Linked DNA regions of Anser cygnoides: region 1 is linked to region 2. A link is a contact called in public Hi-C data. All regions are on one chromosome and are shown on one strand. Each heading gives the region's core, a stretch centred on a gene start, on an enhancer-like site or on the middle of the called end of the contact. The rest is flanking DNA. Distances are from core to core; before and after follow the strand shown.

Region 1 (3,021 bases), core at 159-2,658, 190 kb before region 2:
CAAGTCCTGCGGGCAGGGTGGGCCAGGTTGATACACACACAGCGCCAGGGGTCTTAGGCTTGAAAACCCTAAAGCAATCCAGAGTCTGCATTTGCAACACTTCTCTTGTCCTAATTGTACCAACAAGTCTTGCTTAGTCTCATCGCCTTTTTATTTTAAATGGCTTTATTCTTTTTTCATTAACATTTACCTTTAAAATCATTTTTACTTTTAACCTACGATAATGCTGAGAGAAAGCCTGTGCCCTCAGCTGACCTTCCCAGGTTTTGGTGCCCAGCATTTCTGAAGATGCCATCAGGCCCTTGTTACAAATGCCACAGACGAAGGCTGAACGCAGAACAGCACAGTATGACTTGGCTATATACAACCGTATTTTAATACCCTTGCAATGAGAGGGCTACGTCAGGTGACCCGGGATAATGTAAACTCCAGAGAGAAATGTCAAGGCTAGCCTGTATATACAAGTCTGACAGATAATTAACGTGCACAGGGACTAACAAGCTGTTTTTGTTCCTGTTCCTTTCCATGCAGCAGCAGATCCCCCCCTAACACAGGGCCTGGATCTATTTCCCTGCTTGGTTGTCCTCACGCCATCAAAAAATGGTGCTTTCCAGGGACACGAGGCCTGGCCCCGTGCCGCCAGGCTGGTTGTGCGGTGCCATCAAGTGCTGGGACGTGTCACGCCGAGTGTCACCGCCACGTGTTGGCCGTGACTGTGGCGGCCGGGACAGACGAGCTGGCCTCCGCGCAAGCCATACGGCACCACCACGTCCACCTCCTGGTGCTCTTCTCTTCCTACCAATCTCTGTCACCGAGACCTGTTTGCTGGTGACTTTTGGAACGCAAATACGACAGAAAGGGCAAAAAATAATTAAAAAAAAAAAAAGTGTCAGCCTTGTTCGCTAAGGGCAAAACTCAATGCCTGTCCACCGCTGCGACCACCAACCGGAGCTAGGGGGGAGCGGCACGGCCAGCGACACAGCGCTTTCAAGGTGCGAAGTACGTCCACAGCCTTAACAATTTCGGCACGCCGCTGGCCTGCCCGAAGCGCCGTGTGGCTCTGGGGCACACGACCGCCCGCTCGCCATTTGTAAAGTCGGCCTCTTGGTGCGGGCCGGCACCTCCGCCATGGCTGCAATGCCCCTGTGTGCTTGGACTGTGCACCCTTCCTATAAACGGACTGTGCTAGCGACGTGTTTTCTGGGCTGTTCTCTATTTTGGATTAAAACTCGGTTGTTGGGAGAACAAGCGGCTCCGTCTCATTTCCCAACGCGGCCTTTTCTTTTTTTTTTTTTTTTCTTTTCTATTTTTTTTAAACGGGAGGAACCAATCGCACCCGGACCGTTCGGGCCCGACCCGAAGGACCCGTGGGGGGGGAACACAGCGTTGCGCATGCGCATGCGCAGCCGCCTCGCCTGACGCCGCGTCCGCCATCTCGGGAGGGCGGGCAGATGGCGGCGGGCGGCGTGGCGGCGGCGCTGCTGGCGGCGGGCGCCCTGCGCTTCGGCAGCTTCGTGCTGAAGAGCGGCATCGCCTCGCCCGTCTACGTGGACCTGCGAGGTCTCGTCTCGCACCCAGGCCTCCTCCGACAGGTGCTGGCCCCTTGGGGGGGAGCCCCTGGTGCGCTGAGAGGAGGAGGAGGGAGAGGAGGAGGAGGAGGAGGAGGAGTAGTAATAATAATAATAATAATAAAGGAAGAAGAAGAGGAGGAGGAGGAGGAATAGAAGGAAGAAGAGGAGGAGGAGAAGAGAAGAGGAGAGGAGGAGAGGGAGGAAGAGGAGGAGAAAGAGGAAGGAGGAGGAGAAGGGAGGAGATTGGACTCGATGATCCTTCAAGGTCCCTTCCAATCCCTAATGTTTTGTGAGGAAGAGGAGGAGGAAGGAGTAGGGGGGATGCTGCCTTATCAGGGGCCTGGGGGTCCTGCCCTGTGCTGGCACCTGGGGCGTTTGAGGCATCGCTTTGTTGCTCTGCTTGCTTGAAGGTGGGGAAATTCCTGGTAAGTAACCAGAAAAAAAAAGGGTGCGGGGAGCCCTGAGCATCATTCACAGCAGTGATGCTTTGCTGCGGGGAAACCTCTGGAGACTGCTTACAGGTGTTAGGCAGCTTGCAGCTATCAAATAATACAAAGAAGAGAGCTTTTTGTGCTTTCCCTTCCTTTGGTGGCGTACTTGTTGAGGAGTGATCGGTCTAGTCTGACGCCTCACATACATGTATTTTTCAGGTTGCAGATCTTCTGTTTCAAACAGCAAAAGATGCTGGTCTCGAGTATGACTGTGTGTGTGGCGTTCCCTACACGGCATTGCCACTGGCTACAATTATCTGCTCAGAAAAGCAGGTTCCAATGCTTATACGGAGGAAGGAAGCAAAAGACTACGGTAAAACCTTCACATGATGAATTTGTCTTTACTTGTTGGCTGCTTTGTGAAATAACTATATTTTTAAGGTTCTTCTCTAACATGCATCCCTGTTTCTACCACTTCAATGTAAATAGCTACACCTTTTTCCTTGAAACGTACCTCCCATAGCATCAGGCTCTCCCAGCTGGTCTCTCATTAGTCTGCAGCTCAAATCCCAAATCCTGCTGTAGTAGGTTTGGAAGCTCACGAGCTGCTTCTTTGTTTCCACGGTGTCTTTTTTTTTTCCTTTGGCACCGTTATTGTGGGTTACCGCTCTCTTACAGAAACAGTTGCTGCTGTTTCTGATGTGCTGAGACCAGTGCCATGTCTCACCCCCAAACAGAACTTTCTGCATATCGACTCCAAGAGGAATCTTTGTAGTCTGTTCTTGTTTTGTGTCTCAAAGCCCTTTTTCTTTCATATCCTGTAGCCCTGTAATCAGTGGGCAAGGTGTACCAGGTGAGAAGCAGTCAGTTCTCTACACAGGGATCAATTTTATTTTAGTTAGGTGGAAAGGGGATGAGGGGTGTGTGTAGGAGAGGGAAACCGAAGCATTAACATACTCTGTCAAATAGATTTCCTTGTGTGATAAACGCTATCCTCTTCCAACAGCGTTCAGTCAGAG
Region 2 (2,938 bases), core at 301-2,800:
TGTATCTAAACAAGGCCCCTAACAATGTTATCACTTTTCAAAACACATCTGCGCTGCAGCTCCTAGCCCAGACAATTGGCAGGTAACCAGTTAATAAATTTCTTCGCCAGACTGTTGAATAGGCTGGCCCCGGCTCAAAGGTGATGTCACGCCAATTCAATGTGCTATAATTGGAAAAACCTGGGGAAAGCGATTGCATGTTTTTTAATAAATAAAGATCGCATTAGCAGCCTCCTGCTTTTATTCACCACCAGGTCTACCTTGTTCAGTAGCAAAGTGGGATTTTCTGCTGCCGCTCGCTCACTGATTTCTACTTGGAATTCGATGCCAGTTTCCAGATGTGTTTCAAGCCAGGAAGTCAGCAATCAGCCTGGATAAAGCCTCTGGGATTAACTGCAGATCATCTTCTGACACACACATCCTTCCTGCACCCTCTCTTAGAGAACTGGGGCACACCCCTCGTGCCCAAAAATACAATAGAACGGCCCAGGCCAAGCAGAGGCCTCTGATTAGGACGCTTTGATCGTTTTCACATTAAGTAGAATATGTGAATTATGTGCATTTCATTAATTCAATCCACCAAAACCCCTGAGGCATCATTTTAAGGATCTTTAGAGCTCCGGAGCGTTTATACGTACACACCACCTTAACAACTGCAGGTCCCCTTTCTGTTGGGGCAGCCCCATGCACATGTCCCCCCAAGTCCCCTCCCCACGGCTCCTCCCCAGCAGCACCCACAGGAGAGCACCAGCTCTCCCAGGCAGCCACGGGACACCCAAGGGGAGAAATCCTTCACAGGACTCGCCGTCGGAGGAAGACGTGAGGATAAACGTTTCTTTCCTAGGCTCTGTGAGAACAGCGTCAGAAAGCTAAAACAGAAGCGGGTGACACGGAGGATGTGGTTTGTGCGGAGAATGATCCCAACCAGAAGCACTCCAGCAGCAACAGCCTAGGGGCTGCAGCGGGCTGGATGCAGGCAGGGGCTGCGCTAAGGGCCTCGGTAGGCTTCGAAGCCTCCCCACATGCCTGGGAGATGAACCGCCCGGATTCCTGCCAGGAGAGGGGCTCAGCCCCACTTGGACGGCTCCGTGCTCACCCTGGGTGAGCTGCAGGATGGGGGTCCCAGCCCAAGCAGTGCCCAGGCCTCAGTCTCTCAGCCAGACCCCCGCCCTCCCATTATTTAACTCCCTGCCACAACAAAATCCTTATTTTTTTCTTCCCCAGGAACATTCCAGGCATTTAAGAAGCTGTAGCTGGGGCACTTTTGCTTGTATTGCAACTCCTTTCATCTCACCAACAAAACAAAGCAGGACCAAATTAACACCAGATCTCCCCAAAAATAACCCCACCCCTCCCAGTTTAATCCCACGGCCGCTTTGCTTTAGCAGGGTACCTGCGAGCAATTGCCAAAACAGGAAAGCAGGCGCCTAATTGAAGGGAGTATTTGGGAGTCACCCTACACAAAAATTAGCAGAGATATGCTAGGAAAATAAAAGTGTGGGCATTAACAGCATTCTTATCTTCTTTTTCCATGACTCTAATGTTCAGTACGTGAAGTGGCCAAAAAGCTTCGCATGCTGTTCTGAGGAGCTGCTCACGGATGGTGTCCTCTTTTATGCTCGCGGCTTCCCCTGAAGTGACTCGGGCTGATTCCGAGGTGTGCACTTACAGAAGTAAAATGCAAACAGGCCAAGAAACCCCAGCACTGCTGCTCTGCCTGGGACCTGTTACTCAGCAGTGTAGCAAGCACAAGGTCCCAGCTGCGGGCCAAGAAGCTGAGCGCTGATCTTAATTCACCTGCATTAGGTTTGTCAAGAAAGCAAGGCAGGAAGGTAACACGGGGGTCTCCGTTTCTGGAGGTAAGACTGAGTTTTAAGGTAAAAGGCTGGAGACAGCTCAGAGCCTGGTTTTTAGCTAGCACGAGAGCCCCTCTCCTCAACACTGACCCTCGCAGAGATCCCAGCGTGGGACTATGGCCCATCACTGGGGGAAGCACTGGCTGGGTCCAAGGTGGGGATTTAGAATTAACTCCAAAACCAGACAGTCCAACCCCGCTCTGCCTGCAGCCTGACCTGCAGCACCCCGCACACCCTGGCTGAGCATCATGTTCACACATCCAGCATCACGTTCCATGGTGCTTCAGGCTACAGTCCCTGCCTGGGGTACGGCACCCAAAGGAGTCTCCAGGGCTTGGGACCACACCAGCATGCAGAGAGGAGCCAAAGTCTTTGGGGCCAGGAGCAGGGACACATAGGGTCATAGTGCTCAGGTAAGGCAGGCAGTTTTGCTTAGGAATGACAGCGGTCCTCGCCTTTCTTCTTCCTTTTCATTTGTTTTCCCCCTTGTGTCTTAAATACACAAACACTCGTTTTTCCTGCCCTCGCTCTTTACAGCTTCTCCCCCATGTGGTGCCACTGCAGCTTTTCGAGGTTCCTGGCTCCCCTCGGAGGCCAAGCCCTGCAGTCTCCTCATGGGACGGCAGCATCTGGAGAAGGGACCGGCACTGCCCGGGCCTGGCTGCAGGACAAGCCACAGCGAGAGCGAGAGAGAGAGAGAGAAAGGAGAAATAGCAGCGGGAAGCCCTGCTGAGAAGCCCCTTTTGTGTAAATACTGCCTGTCCTCTGACTAAAAATAAAGGCAAACCACAGGAAGGGAGTGAGTGCTTGGCCCGCATCCCATGTTGTGTGCGCCTGCCTGGGTGTGAGTTTGGGCAACGGGGGAGACGAGCGAGGGGCCCCCATCCAGCGCAACCACACACAGGCTTCAGGCCTTCAGCATGGACAGGCATTCCTGCAGATTACTGCAATCCAAATAATCACTGCTTGGCAGAGGCACGCTTCTTCAGTGCTCGCTGAGCACTTGGAGCTGCGAGCGAGGGGAAATGCTCCCGGCGTAGCGGCAGGAGGACTGCTGCGGGCCCACTGCACGGGTGGCGAAA

What was found. A called contact is a pair of places that touch in the nucleus more often than the background predicts.
Region 1: a contact with region 2 is called in a Hi-C map of granulosa cells, with 2.5 times the contacts expected there. The contact joins the promoter of UMPS here to the enhancer-like site in region 2. A contact is called at or near these places in 3 of 7 Hi-C or Micro-C datasets (granulosa cells and liver).

The regions. Positions count from the first base shown.
Region 1 is chr6:25,954,764-25,957,784 of Taihu_goose_T2T_genome, reverse strand. UMPS (uridine monophosphate synthetase) reads left to right here and starts at 1,408. Exons shown (of 6, transcript XM_048072261.2): 1 at 1,408-1,592; 2 at 2,222-2,375. The coding sequence starts at 1,452. It overlaps KALRN (kalirin RhoGEF kinase), which reads left to right. Exons shown (of 62, transcript XM_048072237.2): 62 at 1-1,284.
Region 2 is chr6:25,763,308-25,766,245 of Taihu_goose_T2T_genome, reverse strand. All of the region lies in intron 5 of SLC12A8 (solute carrier family 12 member 8), which reads right to left. Among named protein-coding and RNA genes, the nearest start is that of SLC12A8, 21 kb to the right of the region's middle. Within about 2 kb of position 1,550, at least 1 of the 3 cell types and tissues checked has open chromatin away from gene starts, as enhancers often do.